3 separate regions of the Mus musculus genome follow, and all the other regions are linked to region 3. The links are chromatin contacts, called in public promoter capture Hi-C maps. All regions are on one chromosome and are shown on one strand. The core of a region is the stretch at or near the end of the contact, and the rest is flanking DNA. Distances in the headings are between cores, read along the strand shown.

What was found. Promoter capture Hi-C pulls out the DNA fragments that hold promoters and counts their contacts.
Region 1: a contact with region 3 is called in a promoter capture Hi-C map of liver, with 4 times the contacts expected there. The contact joins the promoter of Fdx2 here to the promoter of Slc44a2 in region 3. A contact is called at or near these places in 7 of 39 promoter capture datasets (cranial neural crest, frontonasal cranial neural crest, hippocampal neurons and 3 more), 1 of 115 datasets of contacts at active chromatin or transcription factors (embryonic stem cells) and 2 of 9 other capture datasets (adipose tissue and pancreatic islet).
Region 2: a contact with region 3 is called in a promoter capture Hi-C map of stem cell-derived epiblast-like cells, with 5 times the contacts expected there. The contact joins the promoter of Tmed1 here to the promoter of Slc44a2 in region 3. A contact is called at or near these places in 17 of 39 promoter capture datasets (the 3T3-L1 cell line, the C10 cell line, cranial neural crest and 11 more), 5 of 484 Hi-C or Micro-C datasets (CD8 T cells, embryonic stem cells, liver and 1 more), 5 of 115 datasets of contacts at active chromatin or transcription factors (the 230-238 cell line, bone marrow-derived macrophages, embryonic stem cells and 1 more) and 4 of 9 other capture datasets (adipose tissue, liver, macrophages and 1 more).

The regions. Positions count from the first base shown.
Region 1 is chr9:21,070,756-21,074,850 of GRCm38.p6, forward strand. Fdx2 (ferredoxin 2) reads right to left here and starts at 2,776. Exons shown (of 5, transcript NM_001039824.3): 1 at 2,634-2,776; 2 at 2,509-2,563; 3 at 2,320-2,426. The coding sequence starts at 2,751. Raver1 (ribonucleoprotein, PTB-binding 1) reads right to left here. Exons shown (of 13, transcript NM_027911.4): 13 at 3,403-4,095. Gm38431 (predicted gene, 38431) reads right to left here. Exons shown (of 17, transcript NR_038081.2): 14 at 2,509-2,563; 15 at 2,320-2,426.
Region 2 is chr9:21,508,046-21,511,822 of GRCm38.p6, forward strand. Tmed1 (transmembrane p24 trafficking protein 1) reads right to left here and starts at 2,189. Exons shown (of 4, transcript NM_010744.4): 1 at 1,949-2,189; 2 at 1,209-1,306; 3 at 886-1,069; 4 at 1-346. The coding sequence starts at 2,131. The coding sequence ends at 128.
Region 3 is chr9:21,318,879-21,322,506 of GRCm38.p6, forward strand. It overlaps Slc44a2 (solute carrier family 44, member 2), which reads left to right and starts at 1,841. Exons shown (of 23, transcript NM_001359227.1): 1 at 1,841-1,973. The coding sequence starts at 1,943. It overlaps Gm39302 (predicted gene, 39302), which reads right to left and starts at 2,236. Exons shown (of 2, transcript NR_166671.1): 1 at 1,712-2,236.

The DNA.
Region 1 (4,095 bases), core at 1,526-4,025, 250 kb before region 3:
AAACAAAAGGCTCAGAGAAACCGGCTTGGAGTTTACAAAGCTGGTGAGGCGCGAGAGACATGAATTGTTTGCTTCCGAACTGTTATAAATTCTGTTCTGCACAGTGCCTGCCGGACTCGGGAACAGAATCAGCCATACACACACATACATACACACACACACACACACACACACACACACACACACCGCCCCCCAACCTCTCTAGTGCTTTTTACTGGTTGGGGTTTGTTTTGAGAAAGAGACTCACTGTGTATGCTGTCCTGGAACTTGCTATGTAGACACCAGGCTGGCCTCAAAGTCACAGACAGCCTCTCCTCCCAAGTGCTGCACCACTAACCCAGCACCGACCCTTCCAACTGTCTGCCAATGACAACCTGTCTTTACTCTTGGGCTTAGAGTTCCTGTTAGGCTCAGAACGGCATGCTATGACAAAAGACTGTCACTTTGGTATACACAGTACATAGTATTCACACAAAGACTCTTGTCATTTGGGGGAGGTGGCAGGTTTTTTTCATAACTTGTCATAATTTTTGAGACAGGGACTCTTGCTAAGTTACCCAGGCTGGGTATGAATATAAACAGGGTCTTGTTATTAGTCGATGGTTGCCCTGAAATGTTCTGACTGGGTTAAGGGGTCACTGCAAGCCCAGTGACCTGAGTTCAATCCCTAGGAAAACAATATGGAAGGGGTGAACCAGCTCCCTCAGGCCATCCTCTGACCTCTACGGCGAGGCATAAGCATGCACACACACATGCACGTGCACACACACATGTACACGCACACGTGCATGCATGCACACACACACACACACACACACACACACACACACACACACACACATACACGCTAAATAAATACAATACAGAAAACACTCAAGGGTGATACTCAAGGGAGGCATGAGAGGACGAAATGCCCCATGTCTGAATCATGTTTTGCCATGTGACTCTTGCTTCTGGACCCTGCCTACCATAATATGGTGTACAGCTCCCTGCTCTGCAAGGTGGAACTACTGCCCCCTTTACTCCTAAAGCTGTCCCAAGGAATTAGCACTCAACATACACTGATCTCAGACCTGCTTACATGGAGGGCCTTGGGAGGCCAAGGTGTGAAAGAGGCTGTGGGAGAAATGTCAGAAAGCAAATGAAAGCCAGGCTCTATGAGGCCACTAAATACAGACAGACATGGGCACGGGAGGCTTAAGCTGGGTGAAAGGATGCCAGGCTGTCAAGTCTGAAGAATGAGGAGCCAAGTCATCTGCTGGGAAATCACCTCTCACATTATAAGCACAGAGGTGCTAGGACAGGACTGAGCTGTGATGCCTGAAAAACAGCAAGAGAGTGGTGAGGGACAGCACTGTGCATCTGTGATCCCGCTTCAGTTCCACCTCTCCCCAAAAGGTAGTCAGCGGCAGCACTAGAGAATGGGGGGTCAACATGGAGAATCCACAATTTCCAAGAGAGCACAGATTCTAGCAGCTCAGTAAGGGCTGCTCCAAAACCTAGTTTTATTTTAGTGTTAATTTAAAGAAAGATTTTTAAGTGTTTCCATGTGTCTCTGTGTGGGTTGTGCATGTGAGTAGGTGCCATGGAGGTGAGGTAGTGTGCCCGGCACTACTGGTACAGAAGGCTGTGAATTGCCTGGCACAGAGCTGGTGGTAGGAAGAGAACACAGGTCTTCTCACAAGCCGTCTGCAGTCTTCAGCACTGGCGACCTTTCCAGTTTCATTATTGCCATCTTACTGGCGTTAGCGCAAAGGTGGTAAAACAGTAGAGACAACCTGTATTCTCAGAACTGAGAAAGCTAAGGCAGTATGATCAGCCAGCAGGTTTAAGGGTAAGTCAGAGACTCTGTCTTAACCATTTTGGCACTAAAGAGGTGGAGGCAGGGGCATCACTATTGTGAGTTTGAGCCTAGCCTGGTTATATAGCTGATTTCAGAACAGCCTGAATAACATGGACTCCATCTCAGTTCTTCCCATCCCACCTATTTGGTGATATGGTAGGCAGCACATGCCTGTAGTCTCAGGACTCAGGAAGTGGAGGCAGTAGGTTCACTGCAATGAGTTGGAGGCTAGCCGGGATTACATACTTAAGTTCCTGGACAGCCTGATTCACAGAGTGAGATCGGACCCACCCATACACCACCTAAACAAAAGTATTGGATTGTGGTAGTGCACACCAGGTCCCAGGAGGGTCAGCAGTTCAAAGTCATCCTCTGATACATAGTAAGTTCGAGGCGAGCCTGAGCTATAGGAAACCTCTCAAAATTACAAAAAGGTATAAGAATGCCAAGGATCTCCCTAGTTTCATATGACCTACCTTCCAGGTCCACCCCGTGGCGCTGGGCCAGGTATAGAACATTGTCCCCGACTTTGCCCCTCACCGGGATCCGCTTGCCAGAGCGGTCCACGAACACCACGTTGACCCTGGGGACAAACAGGGTGCAGGTGCTGAGCCGGAGGCAGGGAGTGGCAGGGAGGGGCAGGGCGTGGCACGAGGGGCACTCACACGTCCCGGGGCAGCTCCGGGCTGTCCGCCGCCTCCTCGCCAGCACGCCGCTCGCCTGGAAACACACGAGTGGGTGAGCGGCTGCGGCCTCGCTGCACGCCGCGGCTCGGCCCAGCCCTATGTACCTGTAGTCCCGAACGTCCTAGATGTTACCGCCGCGTGCCCGGCCCTGGGTCCCCAAGATCCCCCGGCCGCCCGTAACAGGACCCGGGCGCTCACGCCCCGGGCCATGGAGGCGGCCATGATAGGCCACGTGACCGGAAGACCTAGCATGCTCTGCGCGTCCTCAGCGACAGTAAACGCAGCGTTTGGGCGCCGTGTGAGGTCAAAGGTGATGCACTGGGATCTAGCTGGACTTCCGGCCTCGCCCTGTGGTTGGATATTTCTTCCCTTAGGTCGTACTGTATGTGTTCTGCTTATATGTACGTATGTGCACCAAGTGGGTGCCTATGGAGCCCAGAAGAGTTGATGGGTAGTGTGGGGCTGGGAACTAAAACTACGTTCGGCAATTGGGACCAACCTCTGAGTTCTCTAATTTTTAGACAGGATCCCCTAGTCTGGCCTTGATCTCCGAATTCCTTTGCTGGAATTACCGGTTATGTGCAACCAGTATTTAAATTTTGTTTGAGACAGAATCTCTATAGACTGAGAAATTCTTAAGTCTCTAAGCAATTCATATAGACCAGGCTGGCCTCCAAGCCCAACTTAAATTTTTAGGGATTGTGTGTATGAGCCCATCCGTGACATGTGTGTAGGTCAGTGGTCAATCTGCGGGAGTCAGTTCTCTCCTTCCACCATTTGGGGCAGAGGGATAAAACTCAGGCTGTCTGTGTTACCAGAATTCTGAGCTAGTTTGCTGGCCCATGGTTTATATCAAGAACCAGCCAGCTCTGATTTTTTTTTTAAAACCGTTTACTTACAAACTTTAATTCAGCAAAGGTCTATGCAGGGGGTGGGGGTGGGGTGAGGGGGTGAGATACACCCACTGGAGTGGGTTTGGGTTATCATGTTTGGGGAGGGAGGCTGGTGGTGGCTCAGCTGGCTAAGGGCAGAGCCCCTAGGTCCCCCTCACATGGACAGAGAGGAGGCCTGCTCCAGTGATCCAGCCTGGGGATGGTAATGACCTGGGTTTGAAAGAACATGGTAGAGGCCCAGTGGCCTGGGTACAATGGTCACCTTTCACAGACAGCAGGGGAGACTGTTGAAGCCAGCAGAAAATACTGGTCTCTGCATCCAGGCTTTGGGCAAAAGGGGTGGTTTGCCAAGATCAAGGCTTTAGCCTTCTGTCCACAGGGCAGACACCTGGAGAAAGGATGAACCCTAGGCCAGAGCTCTTTGGTCCTGAGCGGAGCTTTTGGAGCTCCGCATCTGTGAGGCTCTGACCCAGCAGGACCTGTGGCCCAACTTTAAGGCATCAGAAGGCAAGGATACTGGGGCAGGGGCTGGAGATCTTGGGGCTTAGGGTACTGGCCAGAATAGGCAGGCAGGGGCATGAGACAGCTATACCTGCAGCAGATGACTGGGAAGAGAATAGGGTTAAGCTGTTGGAACCTGCACATGTGGAATAGAGCCTGGGCAGGCCAGACC
Region 2 (3,777 bases), core at 939-3,438, 190 kb after region 3:
CCCTGGTCACTGAGGAAGGGAGACACATGGGGCCACTGCTAAGGACCCAACTATGTAGTGTCTCATCTGAGTCTGGGAGGTGTCCAGCAAGTCACACACCCGCTGCCCTCATCCTCTGTGGCAGGGGCTACGTGGGTACAGGGCGCTTGTCATGGAAGAAGCGCTTGAGTGTGCAGACTTGCAGGACAGCCACCAGCAGCAACACAGCCACATTGGCAGCTGACCAGAAGTTGACCCGCTCCAGGTTGTCTTCTTGAAGATTTCGATCACGAGCCTCAAAGGCTCGGAGCAGAGTGAGCATCTGGATGCTCCGTTCCAGCCGGGTCCTCATGGTCTCTATGGATTCCTGCCAGGGCACAAAGGAACGGGTCAGGCTGCTTAAGTCAGAATGCCTACCTACCCCACCACGCACGGCTCTGGCTATCCGTTCACCTGCCTCACGTCTTCTCTAGAAACTGAGGGGTTTTCCCCTTGGTGTTTTTTTTTTTGTTTTTTGGGTGGGTGTGAGACTTTTCTTTTTAAGAGGGATTGGGGCACACGTGCATGGCAGACGACCCCAGGTAGCCAGGCTTGGTGCAGTTGCCTTTGCCTATCAAGCCACTTCACCAAACTCTGCTAGTCTGTGCAAGCCAAGGATGACCTTGAACTTGTGATCCTCAGGACCAAGAGAACCATACCCAGTGTGTGCAGTGCTGGGTGTGGGGGCTCAGCTGTGGGAGCGTCCTAGGTAAGTGCTCTGCCAACTCAATTATTCCCGGCCCTTTCTGTTGGTTTTGTGAGACGGGAGCTTGCTATGTAAATAAGGTTGGTCTTGAACTCACTGGCATCCTGCCTCAGCCTCCTCAGAACTGGGATTCTAAGCATGCACCATCATACCCAGCTCACCTTGATGTCTTCCATTTTGACATCAAGCATCTCTTCTGGCTCCACAGCCTCCGCCCAACCTTCTACCTCCTCCTCATCTTGGAAGCTGTCAAAGATGAGCTCAAAGAACACAAGCTTTTCTGAGATGGTGCTGAAGGAGTTGTCAAAGCACAGCCTGTAGTCTCCGGCCTCAGTAGGCTCCACCCTGGGCAGACAGATGAGACATAGACGTGACCCTGGAGTGACCAGCCAGCTGGTCTGTGGAACCAGTAGGATGGTAACCTGAGGCCACTGGGGAGCTGCAGGGCTGTAACTGAACCAAGGCAGGGCAGGACTTCACTCACGTGTGTACCCCATCAGCCTTTCGAGACTCACTGACCAACAGCACACCCTGAGGGCTCTCCAAGGTGAAGTCCACGTCCAGCCCAGCACCTCCGATCACCTGAAGAGCAGGTAAGAATTGGGGAACTGGCAGCTTTGTGCAAGCCTATCTGCCACAGAAAGCCTGGGTTAAACCGAACCGGGAAAGACCCATGTAAGATCACCAAGAACCTATCTTTAAGAAGAAAAAAGAACAACCACAAATCCCAGGTATTTGCTTGAGATAGAGGAGTAGCGCCTGTGGAGGGAGATTAGTCAGAGCTGCACTTCTACCATAGAGTTAGGAAACTCGGGTCGTCGTAGTTTAGCAGCAAGCGGTTTTTGTTTTGTTTTGTTTTGTTTTAACCCAGCAAGCTATTTGGATTCCCCCAAGGGCCTATCTGAAGACCAACATCCATCCACACCTACAAGGTTTCTTCCCAGTCCCTAAGATGGATACATCCACGTGAGGTCTTTTATCAACCACCCTGCCAACGCCCTTGAGTAGTCTAAGGTGGCTGTCTACCTGACCGCTAACTTAATCGTAACCTACCCAACAGCCGCCAGGAACTTCCCTAGAACCCAACCCAAAGAGCTCTGAGCAGAGCATGCCCCTTCTCTGCAAGACTATTAGCGTTCTGGCCACACCTCTGCCCCGCCCCTCCCGCCTGTTGGCCACGCCCCCAGCCCTGCTCTATTCCGAGCCCGGGACCCCCTCTCTCACCTGGTACTCGGTCTCAAGACTAGCATTGGCCGGTGCGGACTGATAGAAACACTGCTTTCTCCCGGCGGGAAGCAGAAATGTGAACTCGCCGTCCTGGATAGGCGGCGGCCCTGCCTCTCCCACTCCTACTGCTGGCAGGAGTAGCCACAGGGCCAGTGCTACGGCCGCGCCGGCCGCCATCATCCGGGTCACCCTCTACTCACGGGGCGTGGACCCTTTAAGGATTTGTCCTGCCCACCTCTTATTTCGGCAAAGCTCATTGGCTTCGGCTTCTGTTCGACCCCAAAGCCGCGGAATGCTGACTGAAGGGCCCCAGGATGGGGAGCTGCCCTGGTAATTGCCTAATCTGCTAGAAAGCATACTAACGCTACTGCGAACTTCGTGAAACCTACCCAAGTCTGATATCAACCACTGCATTTGGTGGGGGCACTGACAAATCTAAAAATGGTGAAGCACTTCTTTACAGGCAACAATTAAGATGACTAAACGGGGAGGTTTGCAGGTCCTCCCTTGGCACCGCCCGCTCTCTGCCTTCCCCAATTCAAGGTGCTTTTGCCCATTGGTCAATCAAGTGTAGGCGTAGCCCTCCGAGGACGGCGGCTTTGTTGGATTCTGATCTCAACTTGTGTGACGGGTGCGACAGGCAGATATGCCAGGTGCTAGTATTCCAATATTGGAGTTCTGGCGATGTTAGTTCAGTGAGCATGGCCTCCCCCGACTGCTTTTCCTTTACACCTTATACCATCCCTAAGGGGGTGGTGGAATGTTTGTTGGTGAGTAGAATACTGCCTCAGCCTGCGTACAATACATCTCAAACCTTTGGGTCAGCAGGTCCACGTGCATCTGTGCTGACACATGCAGTATTCCAGTACTTGAAAGGCTGAGTCGGGAGGTGGAAGGAGTTCGAGGCCATCCTCTCGAACTGGTATGGAACTACATAGTTCCAGACCAGCAAAAAAATCAAGGAATCTATTTTGGGCTTTGAATGGCTCAGAGAACACAGGCGCTTGCTGCTAAACCTAATGACCTTAGTTTAATCCCCATGTGCTACGATAGTGGAAGGTCAGAATTGACTCCTGCAATTGTCCTCTGACCTACACACACACACACACACACACAACACTGTGTGCTTAGCTCTTGTTCACTTGACAAAATAATCTGGCAAGTTGAGTGTCACTTGAGGAATTGCCTGTTGGGCATTTTCAACGTTGCTGGAAGACCCAGCCCACTGTAGATGGTACCTTTCCTAGACAGGTGGGGATGAGCTATATAAGAAAAGTAGCTTGAGCCGGGCGTGGTGGCGCACGCCTTTAATCCCAGCACGCAGGAGGCAGAGACGGGTGGATTTCTGAGTTCGAGGCCAGCCTGGTCTACAGAGTGAGTGCCAGGACATAGGACAGCCAGGGATACACAGAGAAACCCTGTCTCGGGGAAAAAAAAAAAAAAAGAAAGAGAAACCTCAAAAGAATAAAGGTAATTTACAGCAACCAACATCAGCCTAAACAGAACTCAGAACATTTCCACAATCAGGAATAAAACAAGGTGTCCACTCCCCATATCTGCTTAATATAGTACTTGAAGTACTTGAAGTCCTTTTATTTTTTTTTTTTAAACAGTTTCTCTTTGTAGCCCTGGCTATCCTGGAACTCTAGACCAGGCTGGCCTTGAACTCATGGAAATCTGCCTGCCTCTCTCTCCCAAGTACTGGAATTAAAAGCATGTGCCACCACCTCTCAGTAGTCCTTGATGTCTTAGCTAGAGTAAAAAGATACCAGAGGGCTGGTGAGATGGCTCAGTGGTTAAGAGCACTGACTGCTCTTCCGAAGGCC
Region 3 (3,628 bases), core at 591-3,090:
ACTCCTCTCCTCCTCTCTTCTCTCCTCTCTTCCTTTTCTCTCCTTCTTTCTTTTTCTTAGCTGGGGATAGACCTAGCCTTACACATGCTAGGCCAAATGCTCTACCACAAAGCCACACCCGCTTCCCTTCCTCTATTTTAAGCATTTTCCATTTTAACTGTCTCTTTTAATTTTGGGGGGCGGGAGGGGAGTTTCAAGACAGGGTTTCTCTGTGTAGTCCTGGATGTCCTAGGCCTCACTCTGGAGACCAGGGTGGGCTCCAACTCAGGGATCCACTTGTCTTTACCTCCTGAGTGTGCCACCACCATCCGGCTCTTTTCCGGTTTTGTTTTTGTTTTTGTTTTTGTTTTTGTTTTTGTTTTTTTTGAGACAGGGTTTCTCTGTATAGCCCTGGCAGTCCTGGAACTCACTTTATAGACCAGGCTGGACTCAAACTCAGAAATCTGCCTGCTTGCTTCTGCCTCCAGAGTGCTGGAATTAAAGGTGTGTGCCACCATTGCCCAGCAACTTCTAAGGTTGCTTTTTTTCTTTTCTTTTCTTTTCTTTTTTTTTCTTTCTGTTTTTATCGAGACAGGGTTTCTCTGTATAGCCCTGGCTGTCTTGGAACTCATTTTGTAGACCAGGCTGGCCTCGAACTCAGAAATCTGCCTGCCTTTGCCTCCCAAGTGCTGGGATCAAAGGCGTGCCCCACCACGCCTGGCTTAGGTTAACCATTCTTTATTTTCTCAAGATTTATTTCTTTATTGTATATAATAGTGTTCTGCTTGCATATATGCCTGCATGCCAGAAGAGGGCACCAGATCTCATTATATATTGTTGTGAACCACCATGTGGCTGCTGGGAATTGAACTCAGGTCCTCTGAAAGACAGGATCTGGAAGAGAGCAGGCAGTGCTCTTAACCTCTGAGACATCGCTCCAGCCCTAATCATTGTTATTCTAGAACTTATTTTAGATCATGTCTGTCAACATTTCAAACCTTCCACTGATCAAAGAAAATTTTTGTTTATTGAGACTGGGTCTCACGTACCCCAGGCTGTCCTCAAACTCCTGTGTAGCTAAGGCTAGCCTGGAACTACTGTGCCTCCTTCTTCATCTCCCAAGTGCTGGAATGATAGGTGTTTTTCAAAACTACCTTTTAAGGTTGGACATGGTGGCATACACCTTTAAACCCCACACTCAGAGATAGAGGCATGGGTATCTCTCTTAGTCTGGTCTACATAGCAACTTTCAGGATAGCTAGGACCCCAGGGAGGCTCAGTCTCAAAATAATAATAATAATAATAATAATAATAATAATAATAATAAAGGAGATCCTGCAGCTTCTGCCTCCCCAGTGCTGGGATTGGAAGATTAAAGTCGTAAACCTCCTACCCAGAGGCCCAGGGACATGCCACTCCTTCTCTTTTATTCCTTTCTGACTTGTGTTCAAACTCTCAAAATCTTACCAATAGGATGAATGAGCACATGACAACTTTTTCTGCATCCCTAGCTCAGTCAGCGCTCAGTACCTGGACAAAGAATGACTTGCTGAGCGGTGGTTGAGCACACCTTTAATCCCAGTATTTGAGGCAGACAGATCTCTTGAGTTCCAGGCCAGCCGTGTTACAGAGTTCCGGTACATCCAGGGCTGCACAGAGAAACCCTGTCTAAAAACAAAACAAAAACAAACCCACAAAACCCAAAACAACAACAACAAAAAGAATGACTGACCAGCAGATGCAACACACTAATTGTCCACAGAGAGAGCGGACTGGAAACCAGAAGGTGGCTGCCCCCCAACGCCCCTCCCTGGGCACGCCCCTAAGGGGCGGGGCTGTCTTGGGCGTGCGCGCTGGGGGCGGTGTCAGGCGGGGCAGGGCGGGGCCAGCAGCGCGCGGTGTCTCCCGCCCGCTTGGGTTGGGGTCGCGCTGGCTTCGGACTCAGCTCTCCTCGGTTGAGGCCATGGAGGACGATCGGAAGGACGCAGTCTATGGTAGGAGTAGCCTCCGGCCTGTAGGTCGCCTGTGCTGACTTGGGAAGGAGGGGGTTTTGAGGAAGGGCAACATCTGAGAGCCTTAAAACAAAACACTCGTGGCTGCAGGCAGTACGAAGGCCCTTCTGTCCGCGTCCTCAGGCCTCTGCATCCCGCGCTGGCTCAGCCGGAGCTCTTGGCCCTAGCCCAGGTTGTCCCCCGTGTCTCTTTTCGGGGATCTTCAAGCTTACTCCCTTCCTGAGCGATGAGCCGGGACTTATGGCGCATGCTCCTCGCCTGGAGGTCCCGTTATCTGGGAGAATTAGGTGATGGGCGGGGGAGGGGATGCGAGGCGATCTTAGCTTGGGGTGTGGGCAAGAATGGGGCCCGACCTCGCCACATGTCCCGTCTCCTTAAGACCCAAGTGTCCTCCACATCTTCGCCATTTACATCCAGAATAGCGACTCCAAGCTTAGTACTAGATGGGGAAACTGAGGCAAGGCTGAAGAGTCCCGTATAACTGGAATTAGGTGCCTAATGCGACAGGGAAGGTCAGAGACGAGGCGGGCAGGCGGGGAGCAATGCAGAAACTTTCCCTGCCTGTGCTGATTGTTGCAGGTGCCTGTAATTTTAAGGGTTCCAGGAGACCCGGACCTCAGTAAGGCCTGAGGTGGCCTTAGCCACTTGGAGCTGGGGGTGGGGCCAAGATGCGGATTTCTCACCCTACCCGACTCCGGGTTCCCACGGACTGGGTGTTGAACTCTGAGCCTCCTTCCTCTTATCTATTTTAGGTTCCTTGGGCCTAAATCGGCCACAAGCCTTAAGAGGCATAGCTGAGACTCTGGCAGAGGGGCTCTATCCCTCCCCCTGATATACCACTTTGTGTGACTGGAACTTCCTGGAAACTGCTAGACTCTAGAGTCTTGGGGAGGGGGCCGGAAATGGTTCAAAAATAACTAGAAAAGCAAGTAGGCTCTCTGCCTTCCTCCTCTTTCCTGGGTCTGTGCGGTCCAGGGGGAGGAAAAAAAAAGAATAGACAGGTCCCAGAGGCTGTGACACACCCTTCCTGGCCTAAAGGAAGGTAGCAAGACCTAGCCTTTCAGGGCTCTCCCAGCTTGAAGTTGCCAGCCCCCAGACCACTAGAAGGTCTGAAGCCCCAGGCTCTTGGGTTGCTGTGCAACTATTGAGTGCTTCTGGCTGTCTCTGGTGTGGGATTCTTGGTCTGGGAGCCTGAGTATGCTTGGGTATCACACCTGAGAGAATCTTTGGTCTTCTCGAGGTCTGTTTGAAATAAAAGTGGGGCAGAATGAGCGTGGATATTATTTTACCTGGCTTCAATTTGTCCAAAGGGTGGAACTTTTTTTGCGGGGAGAGGCAGAGGGGGGCTGTACATTGTGTTGCGATGGAAATCGGAGACTCATGCATGGCGCATGGTCAGTAAGCCGTGGGTTTGAAGCTAGAACCCTGGCTCATGTTTAGCAAGAACTGGAATCTAGATGGGGTCGCTCATGCTCAGAAAGCACTGGTGTTTATGTGTGGGTGGGGCTGGAACCCAGGGCTTCTACAAGCGCTGAGACTGAAACTCAAGGCAACACGCATGCTCAGTGGGTAGTAGGGCCTGGAAGCCTGGAAGCCTCAGTCGTGTTCAGCAAGTGATTGGCCTAGATCCCACTCTG